2 separate regions of the Sus scrofa genome follow, and region 1 is linked to region 2. Evidence: chromatin contacts called from public HiChIP or PLAC-seq data. All regions are on one chromosome and are shown on one strand. Each heading gives the region's core, a stretch centred on a gene start, on an enhancer-like site or on the middle of the called end of the contact. The rest is flanking DNA. Distances are from core to core; before and after follow the strand shown.

Evidence for each region. HiChIP or PLAC-seq counts read pairs in DNA pulled down with a chosen protein or histone mark.
Region 1: an H3K27ac HiChIP or PLAC-seq map of skeletal muscle shows a contact between it and region 2. The contact joins the enhancer-like site here to the promoter of LOC106510102 in region 2. A contact is called at or near these places in 18 of 47 Hi-C or Micro-C datasets (alveolar macrophages, blood, brain and 11 more) and 1 of 2 datasets of contacts at active chromatin or transcription factors (skeletal muscle).

Annotation. Positions count from the first base shown.
Region 1 is chr4:82,545,624-82,548,955 of Sscrofa11.1, forward strand. The region is part of intron 4 of LOC106510109 (a long non-coding RNA gene); the gene reads right to left. Among named protein-coding and RNA genes, the nearest start is that of XCL1, 110 kb to the left of the region's middle. Within about 2 kb of position 1,793, at least 37 of the 83 cell types and tissues checked have an H3K27ac peak or open chromatin away from gene starts, as enhancers often do. A contact at or near this core is called in brain, fetal skeletal muscle, retroperitoneal adipose tissue and 2 more, where this site is marked.
Region 2 is chr4:82,385,712-82,389,013 of Sscrofa11.1, forward strand. LOC106510102 reads right to left here and starts at 1,670. Exons shown (of 9, transcript XR_002343354.1): 1 at 125-1,670.

The DNA.
Region 1 (3,332 bases), core at 543-3,042, 160 kb after region 2:
TATGAATTGAGAATTTTAAGGATAGGAAATATCACTCGAGAATTACAATGAATCCCCTTTATCTTGGGATGGGTTTACATGGTTCTCAGTCATCTCTGGCTATTCTTGACTCAGCTCAGAAGAATTCTGATGCATTTCTCCTCCCCTATACTCATCCCACCCCACCCCTTTAATTAATTATTTAATTACTTAATTATTCTATCCCCATGGGACAGGGCCAAACTATTTCTTTCAAGTATGAGGAGATATGCTTCTTTCTACTTGGTTGTAGTTCATACTGCTGTCACCATAGTCACAGGAACCCTATTCAGGCCATTAGGCTTCCTGGGCTCGTTTGTTACTTTTGTAGCACTCCACCAAGGGAATTTTGCCCAAGACAGACATTTTCACCTCATTTCATTTCTCTCATCTTCTTCATGATTTTTAAGTTCCTAAAACCCTATTCTATCTCAGTCAGACATAAAAATCTGAGAATTCCCTCAGGGCCCAGCAGGTGATAAGGATCCATCATTGTCATTGCTGCGGCTCGGGTCACTGCTGTGCTTCAGGTTTGATATCTGGCCCAAGAGCTTCTCTATGCTGCAGGCATGGAAACGGAGGGACTCAAGTGGTTCTGATCAGCCCCACACCACATGTACGGCCAACACCTCTACAAGAAAATAAAAGAGCTTTTGAGTATTTGTCAATATCACCTGACAAAATAGCCCTCAGACTCCTCCTTAATGCAACTGTGATCCACTAAGGACTGAACGGGACAGTGGTGGTCCCTCTTCCTCTCTTAAATTTCCTCTGTTTCCCCTCCTATTTTGCTAATAGCTCATAAATTGATTAATTGGTCATATAAATCCAACTAGACTAAATTCCCAAAGGGCAAAAATATGCTTAATCATCTTTCTGTGTTTTCCCCAACAGCTAGGGCCATCCTAAGCACATCATGGCCTGAGAGCCACAGGTCACCTGATGCTCCTCCTGTTACATTACTGACCGCTCCCACTTCCTGACCTGCCCATTTCTCATCAGGACATCTGGACCTCAGCCTTCCCAAAAAAAGTTCCTCCACAGGTTCCATATTTGCTTAAATGTAAGCATATCTGTACCCTTCATATGACCTACCACTGTAGATTGATAGGGATTTATTTTGGACTCATCATAAATGCTTATATTATAAATATGATTTATCACGCAATGACATATCAATCCTATATTATTCTCTGGTAGTCATTTACCCTTTTATTGGTTCTGTGTCCCAAATAACATGGTAGTAAGAGCTCTGACTCTGAACTGACGTGGGTTAAAATCCTGGCTCCCCAACTTACAGTAGAATAGGTAAAATAATACAGCTATTTTACAGGATTGCCATGAGATTGCATAAGCTAGTGCACCTAGAATACAGTGCTGGCACAGAGGAAATCTCTCCTAGTGTCAGCTATACAACAATCCCCAAGTGGGCAAGGACCATCTTTCACTTCTTCATTACCTAAGCACTCAACAGGGGTTACAGGGGTTGGGCACACAACAAATATTTGAAACATACATGTTGACTGATTGGATAACTGCCCCAAAGTGACCACATCCTTCCAAGGCTGATAGAAAACAGTTCTGCCTAAGAATTCTGATGGAAATGCTTTGTTACAGCTGCTGTTTAGAATCAGATTTTGGAACATCATCTGCTACTCCCCTCTGCTGTCTCCAGAGTTACATCACATTTTCCTTTAAAATAAGAACGAATTCCCCGGAGCTGTTCCAGTTGCTAAAGGCAACATGGCTGCAGCAATGAGTCAGCAGCTCACCCCGCAGCCGGCTGCTCAAGCTTGGCCTCGGCGGCTGTGCTCAGCATGTCCTGCAGTGGCCACGGCCAAGCCCCCACAAACTCGGCAGCATCCCACCCAGGGCCCTGTCGCTGTCTGGGGTGCCTGCCTCATGACAGCTTGAAACATTCACAGCCTGATACTGCTGAGTGTGCACAAGAGTTGCTTCATTTCAGCTGCCTGGTCTCCAAAGCTTAGAATTAAGGAATCAGAGCACGTTCCTGCCAAACAAAATTTTCAACAGGGCAGCCTGGTGACCATCTGGATACCAGGAGCAAAGCAAACAGAAAGCTTGCATCCCTCAGTCTGAAAAATTTACTTTTCACTACTGACACTGCCTGGCCAAACCTTAAGCAGGGAAAGGGAGCACTTTGAGCTGGGCACCTCTGAAAACCCCTTAGGGCCTGCATTTGCTTGTCTGACCTGAACACAGAATCTATTTCCTTTTGGCAAGTCAGTGAGATACTTGAGAGCAAAGACTGTGTAGGACTTCAATGCACCTCCAATGCATAATCTGTGTTCAATAGGTAATTAATATTTATAGAGTTCCCTAGTGGCTCAGTGAGTTAAGGATCAGCATTTTTCACTGCTGAGGCTTTGATTACTGCTGTGATGAGGGTGTGTTCCCTGGCCCAGGAACTTCCACATGCTGTGGATAGAACCAAAACCAAAAATGTGATGACTGATGATGGCTGATGAACTGCCAAGCCTATTAAGGAGGGGTGTAATATTGCAGTCCCCACCCGCACCCCTCTTGTTCTCTGCCACGTCTCCCCTCTTCTCACCTCTGCCAAATATTTCCAATGCCCCACTAGCAAAGAATAGCTCACCCTCTCTCCTCATGGGAACTTGGTTTATTGAAGTTGTCCCCTAGAAGCCAGAAGATATGAGTTTTGTTAGTTATGCTTCTGAAGGAAGGACCTTGGTTCCCAGAAGGGTGAAGGAGGCATGGCTTTTTCCACTGGTTGTGGTCATTATAAGCTTTCGTGATTAAAATGGAAAGCAAAGTGAGGGGGTGTTCTCAGTCCCCAAGAATGCATATGTCTATCCTGCCTTGACTGAAAGAAAGCCTGCCTCTCTCTCTCACACACACACATATACATTCTCTTAAACCTTAGCAATTAACTATTACTGCTAATCAAAGTGAGACTGAGGAGCAAAGATCAAAACCTTCCCAAAGTCACACAGCCAGTTAGCATCCTTACCAGGTTCCTGAATTCCAATCCAGTGATCTTTTCATATTATTATGAGATTATTTTGTTTTATTTTCTGGTTTATTTGCTTGCTTTTTTCTGTTTAATACGTCATCAAAGGAGACCCAAGTTCAGGTTTTTCTTCTCTGAAAAACTAGCATTTCCTGGGTGGAGCCCGGTTCCTCCAGGTAAGGGATTTTCCCAGAGCCCGGTTCCTCCAGGTAAGGGATTTTCCCAGAGTCCTGCCTCCCTTAGATTACAGCTAAGTGTTTCATCTTGGGGTGGGAGAGGGTGGATTCACTGAGTTTTTAAATGTTCCTTGTCTCACCCA
Region 2 (3,302 bases), core at 420-2,919:
AGCCCACCCGCCCTGAGCATTGCCAAATTAGGGCTTTGCATCCCAGCACCACCACTAGAAGCTCGTAAACACTCCTCCGCCCCTGAAGCTGTCTCCGCATTGCAGCAGTACCGTCCTACCGCACCTCCACGCGCAGCTTTCAGAGCTGGTTTCTGCACTGCGGGGCCTGCCTCGCCAAATCTCCCTGCCCCCGCCTGTCTTCACGTTCTCCACTCTGCGCTGCCGCCTGCAGCTTACATAAGGCCCGCGCACACATGCAGTGAATTCATCTTCTCCTTTAAGGAGGCTCCAGGCAGCAAGGCAAGCGAAATGCTACTAGAGGTCCTCCCCACACCCTTCCCCCGACCCCAGCTGTCAAATAGTCACGCCCTAAAACAAATCCAGCAGCAACAAATACCCTGTGACAAGTCGGAAAGGCGGCCAGATCTAAGCCTGCACAGAGAACTCCGTCCTAAGAAATTAAGAACACGTGGGAAGGGGGCACCTGAGCAAGTGCTTTAACCTCTCTGCTAGCGCCAACGCTTCATCTAATCTGCTGGGACAACCTGCCAGCCACAGTGAGCCGGCTAAAGCCAGCCAAAGTCATCAGACCTACTTTGCCAAGAGAAATGAAGGACAAACTGATTCGTGCTGAATCTTCCCAATTACTACCTAGACTGATTGACAATGTAGGTAATTGCTCCCTGCTTGGCTTGATTAGAATGTTCTATTCTGAAAACATTAAAAAAAATTTTCCCTGGGGCCATGGATAGTCCTAATTTCCTGCTGGCAAGAGCCAGTAGCACCAACATCTCCTCATCTCATCTCCAACAAGCCACAGCTACTCTCTTCTACTCCTAGGAGTCCCTCAAGTCTCCCACCAGGAAGCCCAGGACCTAAAAAAGTCTGTCCTCTACCTTCACAGGGACTCTCCTTGTCCCATAGAGTGAAAGGCCATCAAGCCCAGTTCACCAATCCATCTGCTGTGGTTAGAGGTAGACAGAGCCATAGAATATCTTTCTCGTGAGAACAAAGCATTTTGCAGGGTGTGATTTATCACCCTCAGAAGCAGGAAGAGGGAACTCCTTCCCATCAACATCATCTTGCCTGAGCTGGGCAATCCATGAAAGCCCCCTCTCCCTCTGTCCCCAATTATCACATGGGACTCCTATTGGCTATTAACAACTGTGCTCACAGGATCAACTTTGCAAAAATTAGTCCTAAATATTAGAATGGAAGAGGTATGGATTCCAGCTGGGGAGTGGGGGGAACTGATGCAGAAAATCAGGGCCATGGTAGGATGACCAACTACCCCAGTTTGTCCTGGGTTAAAGGGCAGACACAGGACTTTCAGCTGGGAAAGTCCCAGATAGTCTGGGACAAATCAGTCACCCAAGTTAGGGATAAAGAAGACTTTTTCTTGGAAACTTGAGTTCTGAACTAAAAGGAATTGTTTTCCTTTCCAAAGCATACAAGAGAGTGTTTGCTCCCTGAAGAGTGACAAGGAAGAGGACCTCTTCTCATGAACATTTTAGAAATTTGATAAACAGAAATTTGATTGAGAGCGTAAAGAGAACAGAGTCCTGGGAGAAGGTATTAAGAAATCTAATGGGCTAATAATGTTCGGGACATTTAATCTTCAGCTATGCCTTGTTTATGCCAGTTGGAGTGGCATAAGCCATAAAAAAGATTCCCTATCCATGATGGCAGGATGGCATCCCCCACTCCACCTCTAGCTGTACTCACTGCATCCCTCCCCCAACTTAAACCTAGAATAGTAACAGCAGTCTTCTGCATGGCATTTTTCAGGCATTGCATGTGGGTCTCTTGGAAGCAGGCAGCTGCAGCATAATGGAAAGGGGCTCAACCTAGAAGTCAGGACACCTGAGTTCTATTTTGCTCCTAGTCCTCTCTGACTCAATGACCTTGGGCAAGCACTTAACCTTCTCTCAACTATAAAAAGGAGAAAACATCCCTATTCCTGCATCTCCCTCCACTGTAGTGAGGATCAAATGAGGTGACATGGGCTCTCAGTGAACCTAAAAGAATTAGACCTTGATCAACAATTCCCAGTATGTCTTAAACATTCCAGGTTCACCCAATCTTTGCTGCAGCTTTGGGGAACCTCAGATCCATTCTATTTGGGGATTTTGGGTACATCATCTTTTTGGGCATCTTCTGGAGGTTTAAGTTAAATCTCTTTCCAGGCATGTTTTGACTGAAATTACCCTCTTTTAACAATTCTCCATTCAGATGGTCAGATCTTTAAAGTTAGGGGCCGTACGGAGGTCAGTCATAACCAGAGCCTAAAAGCCTAGGGCAACAACTGAGGTTGAGAAGGTCAGCTGACCCTGGAAGAATCCTCAGGGTTTGAATACCTAAGAGACCATCACTTGAAGACACTTGGTATGAGAATTAACTCTGCAACTTTCTACAAAATCACTCTAAGCACCCAGTTTATTATCAATAAACTGAATGTTTATTGTGGAGCAAGGGGGATGGAGGAAATGGTAAATATTCTGCCATCTTCATGGGACTGTGAGAATTAAATATTATGTCAATATTTGGTAAACTATAAAATGTAATACCATTTAAATGTGAAAGACCAAAGCAATGAACTTTTAAAATTGTGGTAAAATAAATATTTAAAAGTATATAATTTTAACCATTTTAGGTGTTCAATTCAGTGGCATTAATTACATTCACGATATCATGTAATGGTTACCACTATCTTTTTTCATAAATTTTTCATCACCCCAAACACAAACTTTGTACTCATTAAGGCAACAACTCCCCCTTCCCACATCCCTTCAGCCCCTGTTAACCTCTAAACTACTTTCTGGCTCTGTGAATATTTCTATTCTAGATATTTAATATAAATGAAATCATCCAATATCTGTCCTATTGCGCCTGGCTTATTTCACTTAACACATCATGATGTAGCATGTATCAGAATGTCATTCCTTTTTATGGTTGAATAATATTCCATTGTATTATATACATTTCATTTATCCATTCAATTGTTGCTGAATAATTGAGCTGTTTTAATTTTTTACCTATTATGAATAATGCTGTAGTGAGCATTGACATACAAATATCTGAACACTTGAGCTGTTTTAATTTTTCACCTATTATGAATAATGCTGCAGTGATCATTGACATACAAATATCTGTGTGGATACTTGTTTTCACTTCTTTCACAGAATATCATTGCTGGGTGATAGGGTAATTCTATGCTTAGCTCTTTGAGGAACCAACAAACTTTTCCACAGGGGCTGCTCCATTGTACATTCTCACCAGCAATATATGAGGGTTTCAATTTC